Linked DNA regions of Hordeum vulgare: region 1 is linked to region 2. Evidence: chromatin contacts called from public Hi-C data. All regions are on one chromosome and are shown on one strand. Each heading gives the region's core, a stretch centred on a gene start, on an enhancer-like site or on the middle of the called end of the contact. The rest is flanking DNA. Distances are from core to core; before and after follow the strand shown.

Region 1 (6,168 bases), core at 2,505-5,004, 180 kb after region 2:
TCATCTTCTCTGGCCATGCGAATATGGAGAAGGAAATCTTCGATCCATACTGCGGGATCTGTGGTTCCATCATACGACTCAATATTGACGAGTTTAAGCCCTTCAGGGAATTGATGTTGCATGACATCGTCAGTGAAGCACATCAGATGGGCGGCACCCTTGACCCAGGCGATAGATTTCCGACCATATGGTTCTGGACGAACATAGTTATCTACCCGAGCCCAAGTGCTTCTGTCGAGCCATTCATGGTATCCTTCCTATCCCCCGGGTGCCCGGTCCCTTGATAGGTAGATGTATCGAGGCGCCATGTCTAGCCTTTCACGGAGGTCAAACGTCTGTGTCGGTTGATTGGCTCTCCTATCGTTAAAACGAGCGTTAGCACGAAGTTCTCGGGGCCGTCCTAGCGGCCTATCCCGCGCCTAGGAGGGCGGTCCTGTTGATCATGATAATCGTAGTTCCTCAGCGGGTCGTCCTCTACTGCATCATCGAATTCTGAAAGTAGGTGTCTCCGAGGGTAAGATTTAGGTTGACTTTTGAGTCTATCCTCACGCTTCTGTTCTGCAGACAAGACTTCGACCCACTTGTCATTGAGTGTGTCTTGGTCGGCCTTTAGCATAGCTCGCCCTAGTTTGACACTGCAGGCGGTTGCCATCACACGCCTTCGATAGGACTCGAGGGCTGCAAAGTTCTCTGGGACGGCGAGGTCATCGGACCCGATACTTACATCTTTAGTTCTCGGTGGGTAATCACTGACGTCGGGGTCGTCGGAGATTGTGTGCTCCTTGGTGCCGTTGATTTGATCAGGCGTGACCTCCTCGACACTGACTTGTTCCTCGACACCCTGGGTGTGCTGTTATCTTCAGGGTTGCCATTGCTAGCATTCCCATTGCCTATATCGCCTCTACTAGGCATTCTCTCGCATCGCCCGCTCCGTCTGTGTCTGGAGGGGCGACTGTCTTCTCCTCCTGCATCGTCCCGGGGGTATCCACCGTGTAGATGTCATAAGTGGAGGTTTCTACCCACTTGCCGGTCTTTCTCTTCATTGCGCCCGGTTCATCCTCGACGTCTTCGTCTAATTCGGCGTCTTCTGATGCGTACTAGAGGACGTCGGTTAAATCTTCGACCGTAGGGACTAGGTGGGTGGTGGATGGATTTTAAAATTCTCAGCTATCGACTTTACATCTGATCTAATCATAGACCAAAGTCTTGTCGTGTGAGATCCCAAGGCTCTAGATGTGATCTAGCATCTCGTTCAATAGCGAGAGCTTAGTTGTATACATTGCCAGGCTGTAAGTCAAGCGGACCTAGAGCAGGTTCCCTGAAGTCGTGGGAACGACATGAGAGGTGGTCGGATCCGGGCTCAAGGCGGGATCCGAAGTTGGGTTGGAGTCAAGGTCGCAATCCGTGGTGGAGAAGGGTTGATCCACGTTCAAGGCCAGATCTCTGGAGCTGTCAGTCGCATGATCAGCGGTAGGTTCTAGGGCTGAAGCCCCGACAGCCTACGACCGCTCCAAATGATCCGGAGTCCATCCAAAGGGGGTGAGATCACCACGGGCGTCGATGGTGTACTCCAAGCTTCCAAACATGACTACCTGATCGGGTATGAAGCTCTCAACCTCGTCGAGATGGTCGGTTGAATATGTGTGGAGGACCACGCTTCCAAACTCGAAAAGCTGGCTCGGAGCAAAGATGTCGCCACAACCGATGTGAGCGTTAGTCTGAAGGCGAGCCATTGATCCGGATCAACCACACAACCGGACCTGCATGGGCCACCAATGTCGGTGCTAAAACCGACAGATCTCGGGTGGGGGTCCCGAGTTGTGGATTTAGGATCTATGGTAATAATGAGAGTAGGGAGACGAGGTTTACCCAGGTTCGGGCCCTATTGAAGAGGTAACGTCTGCTTTGATTGTATTGATGATGGGGTACCGAGTACAGGATGATGATCTACCTCGAGATTGTTGTGTAAGCTCTAAACCCTAAGGCGAATAAGTTGTCCCCCTACGGATTACACCCCTTGGCTTATATAGGTACTCAGGGGGAGCTAGGTTACATGTTTAAGTCGGTTGGACACATGCCGAATATAGATATGTCCTTAGGGTACACGCCAAGTCTTCGGAGGTTTCCTTGTTCATACGAGCGAGTCTTGACCCTTCCATCGTCCTTTAGGAGGTGGCCTAACGGTCCCCAATTTGGCCAGTAAGGGCCAAACACCTCGAGTTAGTACTCCTTGGTCCAAGACACCCTCACACTCTCTTGCATGTGACTGTTGGACAGGTGATGTCCGTGTGCGACGAGGTTAATGAGGCAAGTTCATTGGCATATGATTCAGAGGCTCTCTTCGTGGAAGAGCTTTGTGACTTGCTCAGTTGCTTGGAGGTGGCTAGCTCTGGATTTGGCAAGGCGGATTTTGCTTCCTCACGGAGAAGACTACCAACGACAAAATGAAGAAGGTGGAGAAGGCTCTTAGGATCAAAGAAAAGGAGTGACGGCATAGGAAAGGTGTCCGCTGCAGCTTAATTGATGATTCCACGTCTCTCTGGTCATCATGGATTGGTTTGTCTGTGTGGATTTGATGGTGTCTGTTGTCTTCATCCGAGATGACCTTGCCAAGGGTTTCATTACGATGTAGAAGCATGTGGATTTGTGATCATTGCGTGTTGGCCATATTTGTCGTATTGATCATGTTGGGTTTCATGCTTTGTAAGCAATGCGCATGTGGTGTGATTGTATATGTTTTCGCCCGGCTTTTCATCAATTAACTACATAATTCTTTTATGCTGAACTAATCAACGAGGCAGTTCTTCTGCTCCATTTCAAAAAGAAAAAAAAGGCATGCGGTTAATACTGGTATTGCTATCATAATGATTTGTTTATGGACTAAGTTAATAAAAAGAATACTAACATACTCAATGCTTTCTCTCTATTGGAACCAGCCTGATTGGCACAATAATTGGCTATCAACCAAACAATTTGGCAATGCCAAAAATCGGCTCACGAAAACACTGTCATTGGCAAATGGGAGGCAAGAAACCAAGCACATCCTTACACAACAGTTGTAAGATCCAGCGTAGTTTCTCCACCACAGGAACTTTGTCTTACACTGTATAATAAACAAAACAAAAATACCACAATCTTAAGAGCGATGAACTGATGATGGGTTTCGTTTTGCATGACTGTAGCACCCCTCACGCATGCTTGAACATCTTCATGCTCAGCCAATGCAGATACACAGCCACGATTATGACAGGGACGGTCAGGGGCACAAGCAAGCAGTAGTACCTGGAGAACAACAGCAGATGAGGCAGGCCGGCAATCTCAAGACGAAAGAAGCCGCGCGCCAATGCTAACCTGTCGTTTTGGACGGCGAGCAAGAACCAGTTGTCGGACGGCGCGAGGGCCTTGGACCCGACGGCGACGTACAGGAAGCCGGCGAGGAGCGTGACGCCGAACGCGACGAAGGCGGATCCCATTACACGGTTGGCGGGGAGAGGCATGGCTCCGGTCGATCGATCTGTCTGAGTCTGAAACATCAAGAAAGTGAAGAAACGAAATGTATCTGTATCTGTCTGTGGCATTGCGCCGAACAGCTTGTGTGCGTTTAGACAGGGGGGTTAGGGAGGGGCGGACGGGCGCAACACGGCAACAAACCTTGGCGGGGGCGGTCGCCTCTGGCTGAGAACGGTGGCGGTGGCGGTGGCGGTGGCAACTCGTCAGTCTACCGCTGACGCTCTCGGCCGCGGCGTCAGCGGCCGCGGCGTCAGCGGCCGCCGCCTCCCAACGCCGAGGTCACGCCGGCGGGTGCGGGCCAAGGTGCAGTCTTTTCGGTCGTCTGCTGCGTTACTCCCTAGTACAGTACTACTGTAAGTATATAGTACGATGATGCCTAGGACAACCGAGCAAAGCACGTGGTAGAAATAGGGCATTGATTTGTTCTCATGCTCGAATCATCATCTGCACATACATAGGCCAACAACTCCTCGGCAAAAAACCCCAAAAGGCCAACACGGTTACCATTGACATAATTTGCTCAACGAGATGAGCAGCAATGCACAGTGCACACATAGACATTTTTTTTAGAAAAGGAGGCTGAGCCTCGGCCTCTGCATCGAGAGATGCATACGGCCATATATTATAAATCAAAAATAAGTCTCCACTGAGTACAATAAGTCTAAAGTAAAAAGGAAAATCAAAACGATACAAGGCATCACTCATGCCCAAGCCGGAGATGGTATAAATATAGATGACTAAACACATATCCTATTAACATGACGCTATCCAAACCGGTTGAAGATACACTGTGCTACCATCTCCCATCGGACACACCCAGTAACCATAGGCTCCCTGACGTCAACAGGAGTGAGTGATGACCATGTGCGGATCAGTGCGGTAGCCCTGTGAATAACCTGCAAGAAGTGAAAATCGCGTTGTCTGTTAAACACCAAGTCATTCCTGCAATTCCATATTGCCCACAACAGTGCACAAGACCCCACGCGAATAAGTTTAGCAAAATGTACATCAACCTCTATTAGCCACATCCCGAATAACGTGGTTATATTGTTAGGAGGAGTGATGTTAAAAGCAATATGTAGCGAGCGCCAATCCAGTTTAGCCATAGGACAATGAAGAAAGAGGTGTTGTATGGTTTCTTTATCCGGACAGAAACTGCATCTAGAATTACCATTTCAATTCCGCTTGGCAAGATTATCCTTTGTTAGAATTACCCCTTTATGAACAAACCACATAAAGACTTTGATTCTAAGAGGGACTTTGATCTTCCAAATATGAGCCGATTTTGGAATAGGTGCGGAATCGATGAGATTCATATACATAGATTTAACCGTGAATATTCCATTGCTAGTCAACTTCCAATATACACGATCAGGATTGTGAGAAAGGTTAACATCCATCAACCTTCTCACAAGATGGAGCCAACTAATCCATCTATTACCAATAAGAGATCTGTGGAATTGAATATTAAGAGGAATCTCGCTAAGTATTGACGCAACGGATGCATGTCGCCGTTGTGCAATATGGTACAGCTGCGGATATTGAAATGCTAGAGGCATCTCCCCTACCAAGTATCTTCCCAGAAACTAGTGGATTCACCATTACCTATGATGAACCTAGTTCTACGGAAGAAAGCATTTTTAGTCCTCATCAACCCCCTCCAGAAAGGAGAGTCCGTTGGATGAGATGTAACCTGAGATAAGGATTTGTTCTGTAAGTACTTGTTCTTCAAAATTTGTACCCACATACCATCGGTTTCCGTAGATAGTCGAAACAGCCATCTGCTGAGTAGACATCTATTTTTGATCTCTAAATTTTCGTAGATAGTCGAAACAGCCATCTGCTGAGTAGACATCTATTTTTTATCTCTAAATTTTCAATTCCTAAACCTCCTTGATCCTTGGGTCTACAGATAATATCCCATCTAGTAAGCCTATACTTGGTCTTAAGCTCATCACTTTGCCAAAAGAAACGGGATCGATAAAAATCCAGTCTTTTCCGTACCCCAACGGGAACTTCGAAGAAGGATAGGAGAAACATGGGCATACTCCTTAATACTGAATTAATCAGCACTAGTCGTCCTCCATAAGAAAGAAGCTTGCCTTTCCAGCAACTCAACTTTTTCTCAAACTGATCCTCAATGCATTTCCATTCCTTGTTTGATAATCTTCGGTGATGAATAGGAATTCCTAAATACGTAAAGGGAAAATTCCCAGTTTCACAACCGAACAATTGATTATAAGTGCGTTGTTCATTTTTGGCACTACCAAAACAGAACACCTCACTTTTATTAAAGTTAATTTTCAGCCCAGATAGCTGCTCAAACAAGCAAAGTATGAGCTTCAAATTCCTAGCTTTGACCAGATCATGTTCCATAAACAGAATGGTGTCATCGGCATATTGCAGTATAGAAACTCCCCCATCCACGAGGTGCGGGATGAGCCCCCCAATCAGATCCTTATCTTTGGCCCTCTTAATCATAAGGGCCAACATGTCAGCAACAATGTTGAATAAAATAGGAGACATTGGATCCCCTTGTCGGAGACCCTTGAGTGTCTGAAAGAAATGACCTACGTCATCATTAACCTTAATCCCGACACTACCGTTTTTTATAAAACAATCGACATGCTTTCGCCAAAGCTCGTCGAACCCCTTCAT
Region 2 (5,868 bases), core at 806-3,305:
TTGACTTGTCAACAATATGCATGTAAGATGGTAGCTGAATTTATATGTACTAACCCAAGAAACACCTCACAACCTTTCTTAGCCTATTAGTCAGCGCAGTCATTTGTTTCTTGTAAGCTTTGTAGAGAGACTGTTTTATCTCTGAACCAATATAGAGGCTAAATAGAAACGTGCTCATCTTGATAAAGAAGGTGCCACTACCCCCACATGGTAGGCTTAGTCCAGAATGGAGATTAGATTCCCTGATCCATGACATGCAATTCACAAAGGTGACATCGATCTGCATCTGCATGCCTCTTTTGATCTGCATCCTTTCAGTTGTTCCTTTGCTGTTTCAGTCCACGCTGTCGATTACCAGTAGGCTCGGCGCCTGATCACAGCAGGGGTCCCCCACACATCGCCAGATCAGTGGATGGGGCCGCCCACTGCCGAAATCAGTGGGTGGAAATTGGGCAGGTTGTTGGCTCTACTTTTGGTATGGAATGCAACCTTGGACGTCCCAGGCCCAGTTCTCTGTCAGCCGTTCATGCTGCTGTCACCAGAAACATCTACACAGCTTCCTTTTACTTGGGATCATTTTAACGAGGGAATAGTGTGTAAGGTAGGCTGGTGAATGATGATAGTGCGAACTGGCCGAACACCTACAGCTCCAAGAACTCACAAGGAAAACAGGAGTTGGCCAGGGAAAATTTCACCACTTTCAGAAGCCCTAAATTGGAAAATTCTCATGACAACATATCTATAGCACAAACGGTGGAACCGGAACCTAGCCAAACAGGGCCCTTGCTTCAACTTCTACCGATGGGCTGCAGGGCTCTGGCAGAAACAAGAGTGAAGATTTATAATTGAGTATCTCATATATTGTTTTTCAACTCTCACTGCTCGTTCGAATCATGACATCGGGTAGCTAATTTTTACCATTTTTGAGTAATTGTTTGCCATGAAGAAGGTAATTTATTAAATACTCCCTCCGTTCCTAAATATAAGTCTTTCTAAAGATTCCACTAATAGACTACATAAGGATGTATATAGACATATTTTAAAGTGTAGATTCATTCATTTTGCTTCGTATGTAGACTCGTAGTGTAATCTCTTAAAAGACTTATATTTAGGAACGGAGGGAGTATAACAAAAAGGAACAAGGCTGAAGAGGAGAAAAACCACCCACCTTTAATTGGAAGCGGGCGAGGAGTCAACCTGGCTATGCGCTGCAACCCTTGCTTCACTAGTTTTTTTAGGGATAACTAGGGATTTTATTCAAAATTCAAAATGTGGGACTTTCAGCAAAGTCCTTGCTTCACTAGCTAGTTCAACTACAGGAGAGTTCTCAGGATCTCCTGGTATGGGTAAACTGTTTTAATTGGACATTATTTAATAAAAAAATGTTTAGCCAAAAGCTAGTCTGACTTATCTTCCTATTTGTACGGAGTTTTTTCTGAAAAAAATAGTAGAGGTGATATTTCATATGATCATCATAGTTTTAGTTTTAGAAAAAAAAGTTTTTTAATCCAAATTTTACGCTAATATTCTTTTTCTAAAAGAAAATTATGCTAATATACCAAAGTACTCCCTCCGTTTGAACTGAAACCATGACAGGTATTTTAGAACGGAAGGAGTAATAAAAAGACAAGTTGGAGCTAGATACTACTCCCTCCGTTCCTAAATGAATGTTATTTTACAGATTTAAGTATGACTACATACGAAGCAAAATGATTGAATCTACACTTTAAAATACATCTATATACATTTGTATGTAGTTTTTATTGAAATTTTAAGAAAGATTTGTATTTAGGAATGGAGGGTGTATCTAGCTTCTCCAGTTCTAGCTTCAAAACTACGCTGGCTCCAAAGTGTCTGCGTTTGAAAGCTGGTGCCAGAAAATCATCCGAGATTCTTCATCGATAGTGAAATGTTATTTCTGCCCGTCCAAACTGTATGTATAGTTGGTAAAAAAATATACATTACTCGTGTCAGGGACATTTTGGCCGCAACATGGCCCTATAGAAAGCGAGTGATGGCGAAAAGGCGAGCAAGGCGGAGGCCTGGGAGTGATTTGTCGCCCGGCCCGGCCTTAGAATTGCAGGTAAGTGGACATCGATGGGCCCACGGTTCACGTGCAGCGCTTGAAATAAAAATCTGACTTTGGCACGTTTGGTGCTGCCGTGTCGACTCCTGGGCATAACCCATAACTCTATGGGCTCATTTGATAGATGCTTTCAGAGTGAGCATGTACGGTCACACCACTTTGTCCAACTTTGCCCTGGCATAGCAGCCATCAGCAAGCAAATTTAAAAGCTAGCTGTATCTGCTGCTTTGCAACGCAGAAATCTAACATGGCAATTCATGTAGATTTTGTTCGCGTGGGATTTAAAAGTCATGACATTCCAGTAACGCACTCCTTCCAAATACTTTTCGTGGTAAACCACAAAGTATTTTGAAACGGAGGGAGTATTATTTTTTTCTTATCATTTTCAATTGTTTAGATTCATGCTTGGCACCCTTGTGCTTTTTTTAATCTGTGATAGTTTTCTTTATGTTATCTTTAGGTTAAAAAATGTGTCATTTGGCTATGCCTAATGATTTGACGTTATTATAAGATGTACGCTCTATTTTTCTTTCCTGATTTCAATTTATGGAAATGCATTTTAGTGTATTTGTTCACTCATTTTAGTCCGTATGTAGTTTATACTATAGTATGTAGAACATTTTATATTTGAAAACAGAGGGAGTATTATGTAACGATGTGCGTTTGTACTATCATATGCTATCTTGGGCATATGGACGTGATATCTTTGGCAGATTAAATGATCTAAAACAACAAAAGTCACTAGCAAACCGCATTTCCATTTCCTATAAAAAGACCAACCTTGCTTTCATGTACGCTGGCGTGTAAGTACGGCTCATACTTGGTTAGTCATGGTGTTTGCTCTCAATCTTCAACCGAACTTGCATTCACTCGACCGGAAACAGAACGCTAAAAGGAAGAAGAGGACACCCTTAGGTCGCCGTGCTCTCGGCAAGAAAGTTCTCTTTCCTTGTATATTTTTTAGCCTTTTTGAATTTACCGACCTAGCTTTCGCTTGATTCAAATCGAGTCCTAGTGTGGCCTCATATTAACATCCTTGCAGTGTTAAATGGATTCGGGGATGGCAGGTTGGCAATGGGCATGTAGGTCGCGGAAACCAATGGGATGATGACTGCTGGTTGATAATTGGGTTGGCTAGCACATGTACCAAAATATGCTTGAGATGGCTTACGCAGACAAAGTTTGCTTGGCTAGGCACCACTCTAGTCCTACGCGAACTCTATTTGGTGAAAGATCTGGCTTTGGTCAGTAGTAGGCTTTGGTCGGTTTGGTAGTTGGACATGTGTAGGCTAGTGCGCACACACTCATAATGTCGACACGTAAGGTGTCCGTCCTCTAAGGAGCAAGAATGACTTTTTCTAGCTAGTTCAATTGTTGTGGCAAGTAATGGGATCAAAGATTCGCGGATCTCGCAATGTTTTCCGCTGGATAATGCTATTTTCAACGCGAGTTTCATTGTCTATTTCACCACCTTTCGGATCTCTTATCATACTCACTTATAACGTGTCGACTTATGGCTAATGAGATGATCCATATTCGGACAAATGGCGTTCGAGTCTAGAAACAAGACAACTTAGGCATGTTATGCTACCTATTGATCATTTATCGAGTGGTTTTGCGGACCATGATCTTGTCTATGTATTTTGAACAATCAATAATAGATGGTTGATTGCCTCTATGAGATGCAGCTCCTAGGAAATAGAACCAGGGAGCATGTATTAATGGTTGGCTACCCGAGGATGGTCTTTTATGTTGCAAGAGTCTTAGGCCAAGGATAGTTACGTTAAGTGACAAGTGTACTTATGTGGTTGGTAAACACTTCCTTTACGCACGTGGTTCAGTAATATTGAGCTCAATACTTCTCATGGAAGTAGTACAATGATCTAGTGTGCTTGTCGGCCAATGGTTAGTTCACGGGAAGGAAGAACTGAATGGCTTAGAAGTGGTTGTGATGTGATAATTTCTTGTTATTGTTGTTAAAAGAAACGAAATATATGAATTATAGGCAAGAGATTAGTGAGGATTGCGTGAAGCTGGGAGTGTGAGGGTCACTTGATCCTAGGTGGACCGAATCCCCTAGGGGATTAGTTACCAACAACCAGATGTAGTTGACGACAATTATACCACATATTAGTTACCAACAACCAGATGTAGTTGACGACAATTATACCACATAGATAGTTATTTTTTAGTTATACGTAAACAAGAAGTAGTGCTGGAGCTTGCACCATCAAGAAGGGACCAATATCAATAGATGCACGAAATTAGTTATTTAGAAAAATTATTTTCAAACTCGGTCACTTATATTTAATATTATACAATTTGAAAATTTAGGGGAGGGGATGTCCCCTCCTTGGGACCAAAGAAGCTATTTTCTTTTTCTTAGATGCCCAACTAATTATCTTGTGAGAAACTTGAAGAGTGAACAACTTACCAATAATGATTACGTTGACACTATTCTGGAGCCCGACCAGCCAACAGTACAGTAGGCCTTTGTCGATGGTAAAAGCCGATCGTCATGCTGGAGGCGACCTTTGGTGAAGGCAACGACACACACTACACTGTTATGGAGTTTGATGACGAAGGCCTCACACACTTCATATAGGTGGTGCCTCTATCCCATATGTTAGTTTGTGTTGTTATTGTTCGTTCAGGTTGTTGATGCTGTTATTGTAGGTTGTGATGCATGGGTTGCACGGGCGAAGAACTATTGCCTCTTGTTCCTATCCTTTTATAATCTTAATGAAATAGTTAAAGTGGCAACTATTCCTCCTCCATTAGTACAACTATGTGTTAACTCACAATTCAAAACTAATTTGGCGTTACACTGAGAATTATGGAGCATTGCAGGAGCTTGCACCAACAAGAAGGGACAACATCAAAAGTAATTGATCACCTGTATATAGTCTTACATATTTATAACCCCCCCCCCCCCCCCACCTCCCTCCCCGTGCAGAAGGTCTTCTTCTTTCTTCTCAAAAGTCCAACTGCTTTAATATATTGTTGGGAAGTTGAAGAGTGCACACCCCATCAATAACGGTTATTTTTAGTGTGAGCATACAAATAACATGTGTTTCTTGAAGAACTTTGTCGATGCATGTGCTAAGTCTGTAAGTGGAATTGTATTGCCTCGACACTGGTCAAGGCATATGTGATATTCTTCAAACACAATGACATCTTTGGCGAGCACTCGGAACCTTCCGAGGCAATGTCATGGACAAAAACTTCGATGTTTCTCGATAGCATATGGAAACCGTGTACTTGCCATGAGAGCAACCAAAGCTTGCGCTCTAGCTTGTAGCGTTCAAGAACATAGAAGTGATAGCAGCTAAACGAAATATATCTTCATGGTAGGGAGCCCCATCTGAACATAGTAAATATAGCCTAAAAGTCTAGTTCATTATGGTACCTTATACTTTTGTACATATATGAAGTGAATAGCTTTGTAATTCACCTAACTAGACATTTGATGTGTATACACGTGCATGCACCTCATAGTATAATGGAGTGATTTTGGTGAAAGGAAATGAGTCATATATTCTCTCCGTTTCTAAATACAAGTCTTTTTAGAGATTCCATTACGGACTACAAACGACACAAAATGAGTAAATCTATACTTTAAAGTATGTCCGTATGTAGTCCTTAGTGGAATTTCTGAAAAGACTTATAGTATTTACGAACAACGGGAGTAATTGCTAATAGGTTCAAAGCAAAAATAAAATATAGTGATGTACGAATGAAGATATTAGTTAACTATTGTATAAGTGGGAATTAGTATTCAT

Evidence for each region. A called contact is a pair of places that touch in the nucleus more often than the background predicts.
Region 1: a contact with region 2 is called in a Hi-C map of leaf, with 3 times the contacts expected there. The contact joins the promoter of LOC123440208 here to the enhancer-like site in region 2. A contact is called at or near these places in 3 of 6 Hi-C or Micro-C datasets (leaf and seedling).

The regions. Positions count from the first base shown.
Region 1 is chr1H:397,352,777-397,358,944 of MorexV3_pseudomolecules_assembly, forward strand. LOC123440208 reads right to left here and starts at 3,755. Exons shown (of 3, transcript XM_045116780.1): 1 at 3,652-3,755; 2 at 3,352-3,518; 3 at 2,907-3,282. The coding sequence starts at 3,497. The coding sequence ends at 3,189. It also overlaps the pseudogene LOC123440197.
Region 2 is chr1H:397,175,601-397,181,468 of MorexV3_pseudomolecules_assembly, forward strand. It overlaps LOC123440182 (a long non-coding RNA gene), which reads left to right. Exons shown (of 3, transcript XR_006630297.1): 3 at 1,113-1,445. Among protein-coding and RNA genes, the nearest start is that of LOC123440162, 5.4 kb to the left of the region's middle. Within about 2 kb of position 2,056, at least 3 of the 3 cell types and tissues checked have open chromatin away from gene starts, as enhancers often do. A contact at or near this core is called in leaf and seedling, where this site is marked.